Regions from separate parts of the Mus musculus genome. Here region 2 is linked to region 1. The links are chromatin contacts, called in public HiChIP or PLAC-seq maps. All regions are on one chromosome and are shown on one strand. The core of a region is the stretch at or near the end of the contact, and the rest is flanking DNA. Distances in the headings are between cores, read along the strand shown.

Evidence for each region. HiChIP or PLAC-seq counts read pairs in DNA pulled down with a chosen protein or histone mark.
Region 2: a contact with region 1 is called in an H3K27ac HiChIP or PLAC-seq map of extraembryonic endoderm stem cells, with 3 times the contacts expected there. The contact joins the enhancer-like site here to the promoter of 4833412C05Rik in region 1. A contact is called at or near these places in 1 of 39 promoter capture datasets (embryonic stem cells), 11 of 484 Hi-C or Micro-C datasets (ECoMG-derived neutrophils, the HL-1 cell line, Sertoli cells and 7 more) and 7 of 115 datasets of contacts at active chromatin or transcription factors (differentiating embryonic stem cells, embryonic limb bud, embryonic stem cells and 4 more).

The regions. Positions count from the first base shown.
Region 1 is chr7:67,801,277-67,805,811 of GRCm38.p6, reverse strand. 4833412C05Rik (RIKEN cDNA 4833412C05 gene) reads left to right here and starts at 2,316. Exons shown (of 3, transcript NR_045954.1): 1 at 2,316-2,447. It overlaps Gm34350 (a long non-coding RNA gene), which reads right to left and starts at 2,623. Exons shown (of 3, transcript XR_391567.3): 1 at 2,452-2,623.
Region 2 is chr7:67,916,381-67,920,915 of GRCm38.p6, reverse strand. No RefSeq gene overlaps it. Among named protein-coding and RNA genes, the nearest start is that of Igf1r, 34 kb to the left of the region's middle. Within about 2 kb of position 1,940, at least 16 of the 459 cell types and tissues checked have an H3K27ac peak or open chromatin away from gene starts, as enhancers often do. A contact at or near this core is called in Sertoli cells and extraembryonic endoderm stem cells, where this site is marked.

The DNA of each region.
Region 1 (4,535 bases), core at 1,067-3,566:
AAGGAGAGCCAGGCTGACCTCCTGTGACATAAAACAGAAATGCCACAGAGGCCACTGAAGGCAGTCACGAGCCTGTGCAATTGGAGGTTTGGTGAACCATCTGGCTATCAGTGGAGTTTTGAATGACTGTAACCAATAAAACAAAGACTGTGGAGCAGCCTGTTCCTGGATAGCCTTTCGGGAACTCCCCACACACGCACGCACTTACTATGTGGCATGCTGAGTGAATTCTTAGAAACCAGGAACCCACCCAAATTAATAGGAACAGCTTCAAAACTGTCTCACGGAAAATAAAGATGTTCCTTGGATTTAATCTTGTTCGCACAGACTTTAAGATAAAAGAGAGGAAGGGGAAGAAGCAGAAGAGGAAGAAGGAAAATCTCAATGTGTGAGATTGCTGTATAATCCCAGCACTGGGGGACAGACAGACAGACTGCTGGGGCTTGCTGATCAACCTAAGGGAATATAGGTGGGCAGCGCCTGAGAAAGGAAACTGAACTTGTCCACTGCCCTCCACTAGAACATGTCCCCACATATATACATGCAACACATACAAAGAAATGCAACCAGGTACCGTAGGATGTAAGGCAAGCATGAACCTGTCACCCCAATAATTTTCAAAAGTTGTCCATAATTGTGTGACTCAGAAAACTGATGTCTTCCCAGGTGAAGAAACCCAAAGTGGGAGGTCATTAGGGTCCCTGTCAGGAGGCAGATGGGGAAGAGCTTAGACTTGTCGGCTTCTCTTTGGAGCCATCAACAACCAAGCAACAAGAACCGGTGCTGCAGACTGACCACCTAGGAGCCATTTTGGAGGTCAGTGAAAGTCCAGGAAGAGGGTCTACTGTTGATCCATCTTTAAAACGTCTCTGTGCTCTGTTTTGAATGCAATTTACCCATTTTATGCTTTGCCTCCATGTATGTATGGGCACCACATGCATGCTTGGCACCTGAGGCGATTGGAAGAAGACATCGCTTGGAACTGGAGTTGCAGATGGTGGAGAATCACCTTGTGTATGCTGGGAATCCAGCCTGGGTCACCTACAAGAGCTGCAAGTGTTCTTAACCACTACAGCCCAAATCTTGGCGTTTTGTTTTTGTTTTTGTTTTTGTTTTGAGACAGAATGTAATTATATAGCCCTGACTGGCCCTCTAGGCTCAAACTCACTAAGCCCCCTGCTTCCTGAGTGCTGGGATGAAAGGCAAGTGTTAAAGTGTTGGGAGGCCACTATGCCCTGCCAGCTCCCTGTGATACCCCTGGGCTTTACCTGGAGGAGTCACTGGAAGGGGCGGCGGCAAGGGTGGGGGTGGGGGGCGTGCGTGCGTGCGTGCGTGTGTGTGTGTGTGTGTGTGTGTGTGTGTGTGTGTGTGTGTGTGTGTGTGTGGCAGTTCTCAATCACTGAAACAAACATTGGCTTTGGGGAACCAGCATTGTCCATTACTGTTGGGGTGACCAGAGCCTTTCTAACCTCAAGATAAAATGGTGGCAATTGTTCTCTTGCAGGAAGGTGTAGGAAAGGAACCAGCCACGTGGCGGTTCGAACTTAAAAACTCTTCGGGCCACAAGGAGGAAAGTGGGTCGCTTCACACCCCCAGGCTCACGGAGAGGCAGGAAGAGCAAGGAGGAGGCGGGGGGGGGGGGGTAGAGAGGAGATTGAGAGGAAAAAGGATGGGCAAGAAAGCGAATCTCCCAGCTGGTGCAGAGCCCCACACGGTGCCTTACTGACACACATCCAGAGATTCGAGTCCCCTGAACCCGCGTGGGTGACTTTGAAGCAGATTCCCGCCTGGCACAGCGCACTCTCCAGCCGCTCACGTGAAATCCATCAAGGCAAAGTCACACCCTACAGCCAGAGCAATTCGGGAAGCTTGACTCTCCCACAAACAAGGTATTGGGCTCTTTCCTCCCCATTCCCTTCCTCTGAAGCTTAGCTTCTCCCTCCGCATCACTGTCCACGTGCGGACTCATAAGGCGCCCACCCCCATCCGGGCGGGTCCCCACCCTAGGGCATTGGATCCTGCGGGTTGTTTACCAGCTGGCCATCTCCCCAGACCCTGCGCGGTGCCGCCACCTGCCGGTGGGAGACTGAACTGCACCCGCGGGTGCGGGCCAGCAACTGCGGGCTGATGACCCAACGCCGCAGGCATCCGAGGATAACCTTTCCCCTTTCTTTCCAAGACCAAATAAGGGGGCTCTTGCCTCTGTGAGCTGTGCCTGTGGCGGTTAAGCCAAGGGGCGTGGAAAGGAGGATCCCAGAACGAGGCTGACAGTCAGCTAAACAACCCACTACATTGTTCCCTCCCCACATGGCCTCCTCCCTGCTCCCCGGCAGTCCCCACATGCAGCAGCAGACTAGTGGGTAGAACTGCAGGGGTATGGAGACATCCCGAACTTCAGCAGCAGCAGTCCCAGCACCCCGCCCCCAACCTCAGGCATGAAGAGCAAGGTACCTGCAGTAGCTTACTCCTGGGTGTTGCCCAAGCTCAGGACCCTCGGGCCTGGGGGTCAGTAGGGCTGAGAGAAGCCTCAGACCTTGGGGAGGGGCGAGAGAGGTGACACTTGTAGAGGAGCTAGACAGGGCTGTCAGACCTCTGAACCTTGGCATCACCCACACAGAGGGAGTCACAGTGGCTGACAGTGTTCAGTAACCACAGAAACCAAGATTTGACCTATATTTTCAAACATGGCCTCGACTCCAGCTTCCCCTCCTTGAAATCGTAGTGAAAGCGTCTGACTTGACTTGTTATGAATGCTCCTCTTGCTTTAGATTCCAGAAGGCCACCCAGAAGGCAAATCAAGAAACCTCACTAGATGGTTTGTGGATAACGGGAGGGTCCTGATGGGTTCCAGGAAGGAGTCAGAGGCTCTCCTCGTTCACTACCTCTTACCGATCACAGTGGTGACTAGATGATTGCGCTCATGTATGTGCTTTTTGACTGTGTGCACTTTGGGTGTTTTGAGTGATGAAACAGAGGGGAGCAAACCAACACTTTGGTCAGGATGACAGAGTGCTTATAGCCTGTCCGATCCGAGCCTTGATTGAGCGCTCCCTGGGTGCTAACCACTGTTCTGAATATCCCACATCATTACCATCTGCAGGTACCTCTGCTACGGGGAAGGACCACGCCTTCAGAAACACAGCCTTCCTCCTACCACCCAGCCAGGTCACTAACTGGATTCAGGCTCAGGCCTTGGGGTTCCAGAGTGTATATACCCTTGACCCAAACCCTAAATGTTCATTAATAGGGATTTGATTCGTTTACTGTACACCCATGTAATGGAATCGTCTTTGGCTGCTTAAATGGGATGTAGACTAGGAATAATTGTCAGAGGCCAAATATCCACCACACACTGTTAAATGGACACAGCAGGGAGTCAACAGCGTGTATAAGTGGATCTTGTCCTGTGGCTGTTCAGAGGGGACTCATGGCAGCACTAAACTGTGGGCCTTGGTGGGTGGCGGAACTTTAGGTGGCTAATTTTACAGGGATGCTTTCTTCCTTCATTGCTGAGCTCTTTGTGATCCACTGTCAAGGCCGTGAATAAATCCCCCACAAAGTCTTCCCTGATCCCCCGAATTGGACACTAACGACCCCCGTGTCCCTCTGGTGTGGGAACTTGCGTGGGATGGTTTCTTAGTTACATAAGCTCTCGGCTCTATTGCCAGCTGAACTGATGACTTTGGAAGGGAGACATGAGCGGTGTCTCCGGTTTCCATGTTTCCTTTGTATCCTCTGTGGGATTCAAATATTTACCTATAGTTTGGCGTCACCCAGTGCTGATGGGAGGACCCAGTGAAGAATTAATTCCATAATTAGTTGTTTGATGTTGGCCTTCTTTTAGTTCAATAAGTTCCCAAGGACAGAGACATGCTTTTCCTAGTCAGCTACATGTCCTGACACTAGGTCTGCCATAGCACACAGCCTGTAGGTACTCCATATAGGTTTACTATGCAAATGAGCATAGCCCTTCGTCTTAAGGAAGCAAAATGGGAGGGTTCTCTATGTCCAGATGTACTATCAAATAATTAAGCATCTCTACAAGGCAGAGACTCTTAGTAGGAACTGGTTCTGGCTAGCAGGGCAGAAAGGGACAGTTTGGAACTGACAAGAAGGCAGAAGAGGCTTTAAAAACTGGGCAGGAAACAAAGGAAATCAAGCTGAAGGAAGACCTAGTCAGAGATACTAGGAAATAGCAGCTGGTTCCAGCACCCCTGAGCACCGTTCCCTGCTCCCACAGATGTTGCCAATGTATCCAGATGCTGCTGCAGTGGCAGATCCTGGCTTGTCACTGCCTTTTGGATCCTTTACCTGAGACTCCTGGTGTCCAGTGAAATCAGCTGGCTAAAGCCAGAGCCATGTACCTAGTGATGTACTGGCTGGTACTTAATCTGCATGCCAACAGGAAAAGCCCTGTATCCTAGCATCTACTGCCCCTGCTGAAAACATCCCTGTCACGGCTGATTTTCATCTGTCAATCACTTAGCCACCAGCTCAAGAGATTCCTGAGGCTTGAAAGGTTGGTGCTGTTGGGC
Region 2 (4,535 bases), core at 691-3,190, 120 kb before region 1:
TAAGGAGTCCGTGTGTGTGTGTGTCTGTCTGTGTGTGTGTGTGTGTGTGTGTGTGTGTGTGTGTGTGTGTGAGAGAGAGAGAGAGACAGAGACAGAGACAGAGACAGAGACAGAGAGACAAAGAGGGGAAGCATAATTGATCAATTGTGGTTGGCAGCAATACACATGGTGTTAGCATGGGCTGGAAACAGGAAGCTGGTTCAAGGCCTCTTCACTTGGTCTTCCACCTCGTGCATCCGCAGAGGAATAGAAGTAAGACCCCAGGTGTATCTCTTCCAGCCTTAAGAACGGAGTCCATCCACACAATAGAGAAAAACCTTTTGCACAGAATTCACTGTCTTTAGTCACAGGTAGGTGGACAGCAGAGGATGCTCAAGAGTTGCTACCATCTGCCACTGGTGGCCCTTCAGTGGAAGCCTAGTGAGGTGGGGACTGAGACACCCTGACAGGACTCAGACTCTGACAGAGGCTGGATAAACCCTTACCCATTCTCTTGGAAAGGTGATGGGAACTTTGTAACTTTGCAGGAGAACTTCTCAAAATGCTGTGAGCGGTGGGTGTGGTGGCACATGCCCAGAATCCCAGCACTGAGAAGGCTGAACAGGATCATAAATCAGAGGTCAGTCTCTGCTACACAGTGACACCACAAACACACACACACACACACACACATCACATCACATTCACACACACTGATACCACATACACAATACGCACATGCACATATACCCCCACCCCCACATAGACACATTCTCATACACACACATACACACTGACACTCCCCCCCACCACATACCACACATGCACACACACATACATACATGTTCACACACCACTGCCACCCCCCACAGACACATTCACATAAACACACACATACACACACCATAACACACACGCACATACATACCACACACCATAGACTGAAAATTTCACCCTGGTGGGTAGGGAAGCTGCAGGCTTTTGCTGGCATAGCTGTAGCTCCTTCTGGAGTGGACATCTGGTCTGCAGGTTAGTTTAATCCTCAGGTTTCCCCATATGTCCCTAGATCCTATGTTAATCTTTCTGCCTCAGCCTCTGGTTAAAAATGACAGGCATGTGACACCGTGCTTGACTCTAAAGAACTTTAAAAAAATCCAAACAAATTAGTTGATATATTAACAGGTAACAATTACTCTGTTTTATATTAACCAATCACCACTAAAAGAATCCCCCTGAGATCAGATAAACTCACACCAGGGAGCCTTTTCTACACATGGGTGGCCACTGCGACTCTCTTTCCTGGCTGGTCAGTGTGTTGGTAACACTGTTTCTCAGTTCTCTAGCTAGCAGGGCCATTTTTGAAGGAGACACAAAGCACAAGAGGAAAATTCAACCTTCACTTTATGAATCCATAAAGAAAAAAATAAGACAACCGAGCAACAGCTGATGGCATCACAATGTTTCAGGCAGCAAAAGACTTTCCTGCCAGAGGTTGTATCTGGACTTCTCTGGCCACTTTCTTTGAGCCCCCAGGCAGATGCCTGCTGGGAGCATGCCAGGATTCTTGCTGAAGTATTTGAAGTAGAGTGTCAAAAAAAGTCCAGTTGCCACCATCACCAGGAAGTTGGGAGCCAAAGTGGGGATGCCCAGGAGGAAGATGGAAAGCTGTTCTTGGGGGTGCCTGTGTTAGGTGCTAGGAGGTCTGCATGGAGGAACAGTCCAGGCAGGGTTGTTTACGTTGCTAAAATGGGAAGGACCTCAGCGCTAACACTGAGCTAACCCTGGGAATGATTAGCTGTCTCTGCCTCCCCCCCCTCTCCTTGCCTGTGTCCTCTCCTTACCCCGACTTGTGTACTTTTAAATCAATTCTTTAGTGTTGTAGAACAATGTCTGTACACAGTAAACGCTTAAGACAATGGAGGAAGGTACAGAGCAAATAGTCTTTAATAGTACAAGGCTGGACCGACAAAGCTGCACACCTGACTGGTAGCCCAGGAAGCCTCTTTTGTGGCTGTCTCTGTGGGGTCCATGGTGGTGGAGTGTGTGTGTGTATGTGTGTGTGTGTGTGTATGTGTGTGTGTGTGTGTGTGTGTGTGTGATGGAACATTGGCATTGACCCCCATGGCTTAGAGCATGCTCAGTTAACATGTGGCCACTGAGCTGTACCTTACCCCCATGTGTGAATTGAGTCAGAGTTCAACATACTTTCAACACAGGACACGATCTTCACCTTCCATGACCACACCTGTGTCACCCACACACTGTTGGGCCCTCTTCCGTCTGTACCCATCACCAGCCATTGCCCACACCTAGGAGCACTATGGGAACTTTCTTCAACCCCTATCATTAAAAAAAAACAAAAAAACAAAAAAACAAAAAAAACAAAAAAAAACAAAAACAAAAACAAAAACAAAAACAAAAACAAAAACTTTGACAACTAGGTTCCCTGAAGTCAGACTTGCAAAGCCATCCCAGGTCTCATCAGTACCCAAGTCTGAAAGTGCCTCAATATTCGAGGGCCTCTGCCACCCCTTTTGTCACTCAAGGGATGACTGTGAAACCTTACTCTCCTTACAGCAGGGCTAAAAAGAAGCAAGCCATGGAAGTGGAGGAGAGACATAGTGATGCTGGCCCCAGACACTGACATAGTCCGTCTCTGCCCTCAGGGATGCGTGAGGATGGATGGAGGATGAACACCAAAGCCCGGAGTCTGGTCTGTAGCTCCCCTAAACATTCTGAACTTGCTTGGCTTTCCTAACTCTAGTCAAGTATGCAATGCAGATTTGTATCATTCACCAATGAAAAGCTTTTGCTAATATGCAAGAACCCAGGGAGGCAGAGTCCCATGTTCCTGACGACACAGACAGATCCAAGCCACCTTCTAAGCAGTAGATACAAGGCTCCTTCTTGGATGAGGCAAAGGTCTGAACCTGGGCCAAGAGGACATGTTCAAAGTGCAGGAGTTACCCTCCCTTTCCACAGTCAGTTGCCTTGGGCTTTTCTGCATATGGATTAGCCAACACCTGGCACCTTCCCAGTGAGGGCGAACCCAGCTACACTCTATATGAGGGTGAACCTAGCTACACTCTACAATCAAATGATCTTGGACTTCTTCAGGTATTCAACCATTAGACACTGTAATTTTAATTTTTTAATTGATAAAATATATTCTATGTATTCATGGAGTACTTTGTGGAGGAACCATTATAAGTGGAATGTCACTTAAATTAAAAATGAGAACTAAATATGTACATAAAAATGATAATGTGATACATATCCATGGTGTTTTATATATACATATATATGTACATATAATATCATGATTTGATACATGTGTATGATCAAGTCAAGGAAATTAGCATTTTCATGTCCTTAAGCATTTGTCATATCTGTGTGTGGAGAACCATTGTATTTTATATATCCAGCAAACTGTTATTACCTACAGTTGGCTTGTGATGCTATATAACATCAGAATGAATGCCTCCCATCATGCTTGGGTGCCTATTTCAAGCTGCCCTCCGTCTCTGCTTACCCAATGCCCCTATCTTTGTAACCTTTGACTATTTATAAAATTCACTGCCAGTTTTGTCTTCTCCCATCTTAACTAGCTTCAGGTGTGTTGAGAACAATGAACATAGCGGTAACTAGCACGGCTAAGATGTTCAAAGTCTGAAAGTGCCTCAGATTCTGTGCTTCGTGATACTTTGGTGGGAAAGACACAGTGGCGAGCATTCCTGTCATATTTTAGATAAGGACAGAGCTGAAAATATGCTTGACATTCCCAACGCCAAGGGGCTGGGTCTCAGACGGATGTATTCAGCTTCTAGAGTCAGCCTCTGTCTGGTGAAGAAATGTACATCCAATCCAGTGTCCTTCTAGTCCCATGCAAGAGTGACCTCATTAAGAAAGCGTGACACCCAGGAGATGTGGTTCCATTAGGCTTAGTATTAAAAAGTTCCGTTTCCTCACCCACAAACTTAGGCAGTTAGACCACATACATGGTCTTTATTCTAAAAGTCATAATAAAGTTTTATTCTCTATCCCACCTCAAAGACCAGGAGGGGTCTCTGACTGGGTTGACTCCATTGAGGAAAAAGCAGGAAGAAGAGACTCCGGTGATGCCCTTTCTATTTGGAATCACCATCAGCACCAAAGTCATGGTTGGTTGGCTTTTCACTCAGCATAGGTTTCTTGGGAGTTTCACATTGTGACAAGTTCTAGAGGCAAGAGATGCACAACTCACATCTATGCGGTCTTCCTTGTACTGGCCTGGGGACACACAGACAATAAATAGCAAGCTTAGTAAGGGCAAGGAGCAGGGGTGTATGAGCCTCCACAGGGCTAGAGAGTTATCACCATCTTGCAGACCTTGGGAAGGAAAGGTGTCAGAGAATGTTCAAGAGGGAAAGTTTAAACAGGCCCTTCCAAAAAGGATTAGGGTTATGGGGTAACCTAGAGATAGGCGCATCCTAGAGGGGTAATGGACGGCCATCTCTGTGTAGACTGGCTCTCTGTAGCTTCTTCTGATGTGCTCTTACCTGTCTCTCCATAGGGGT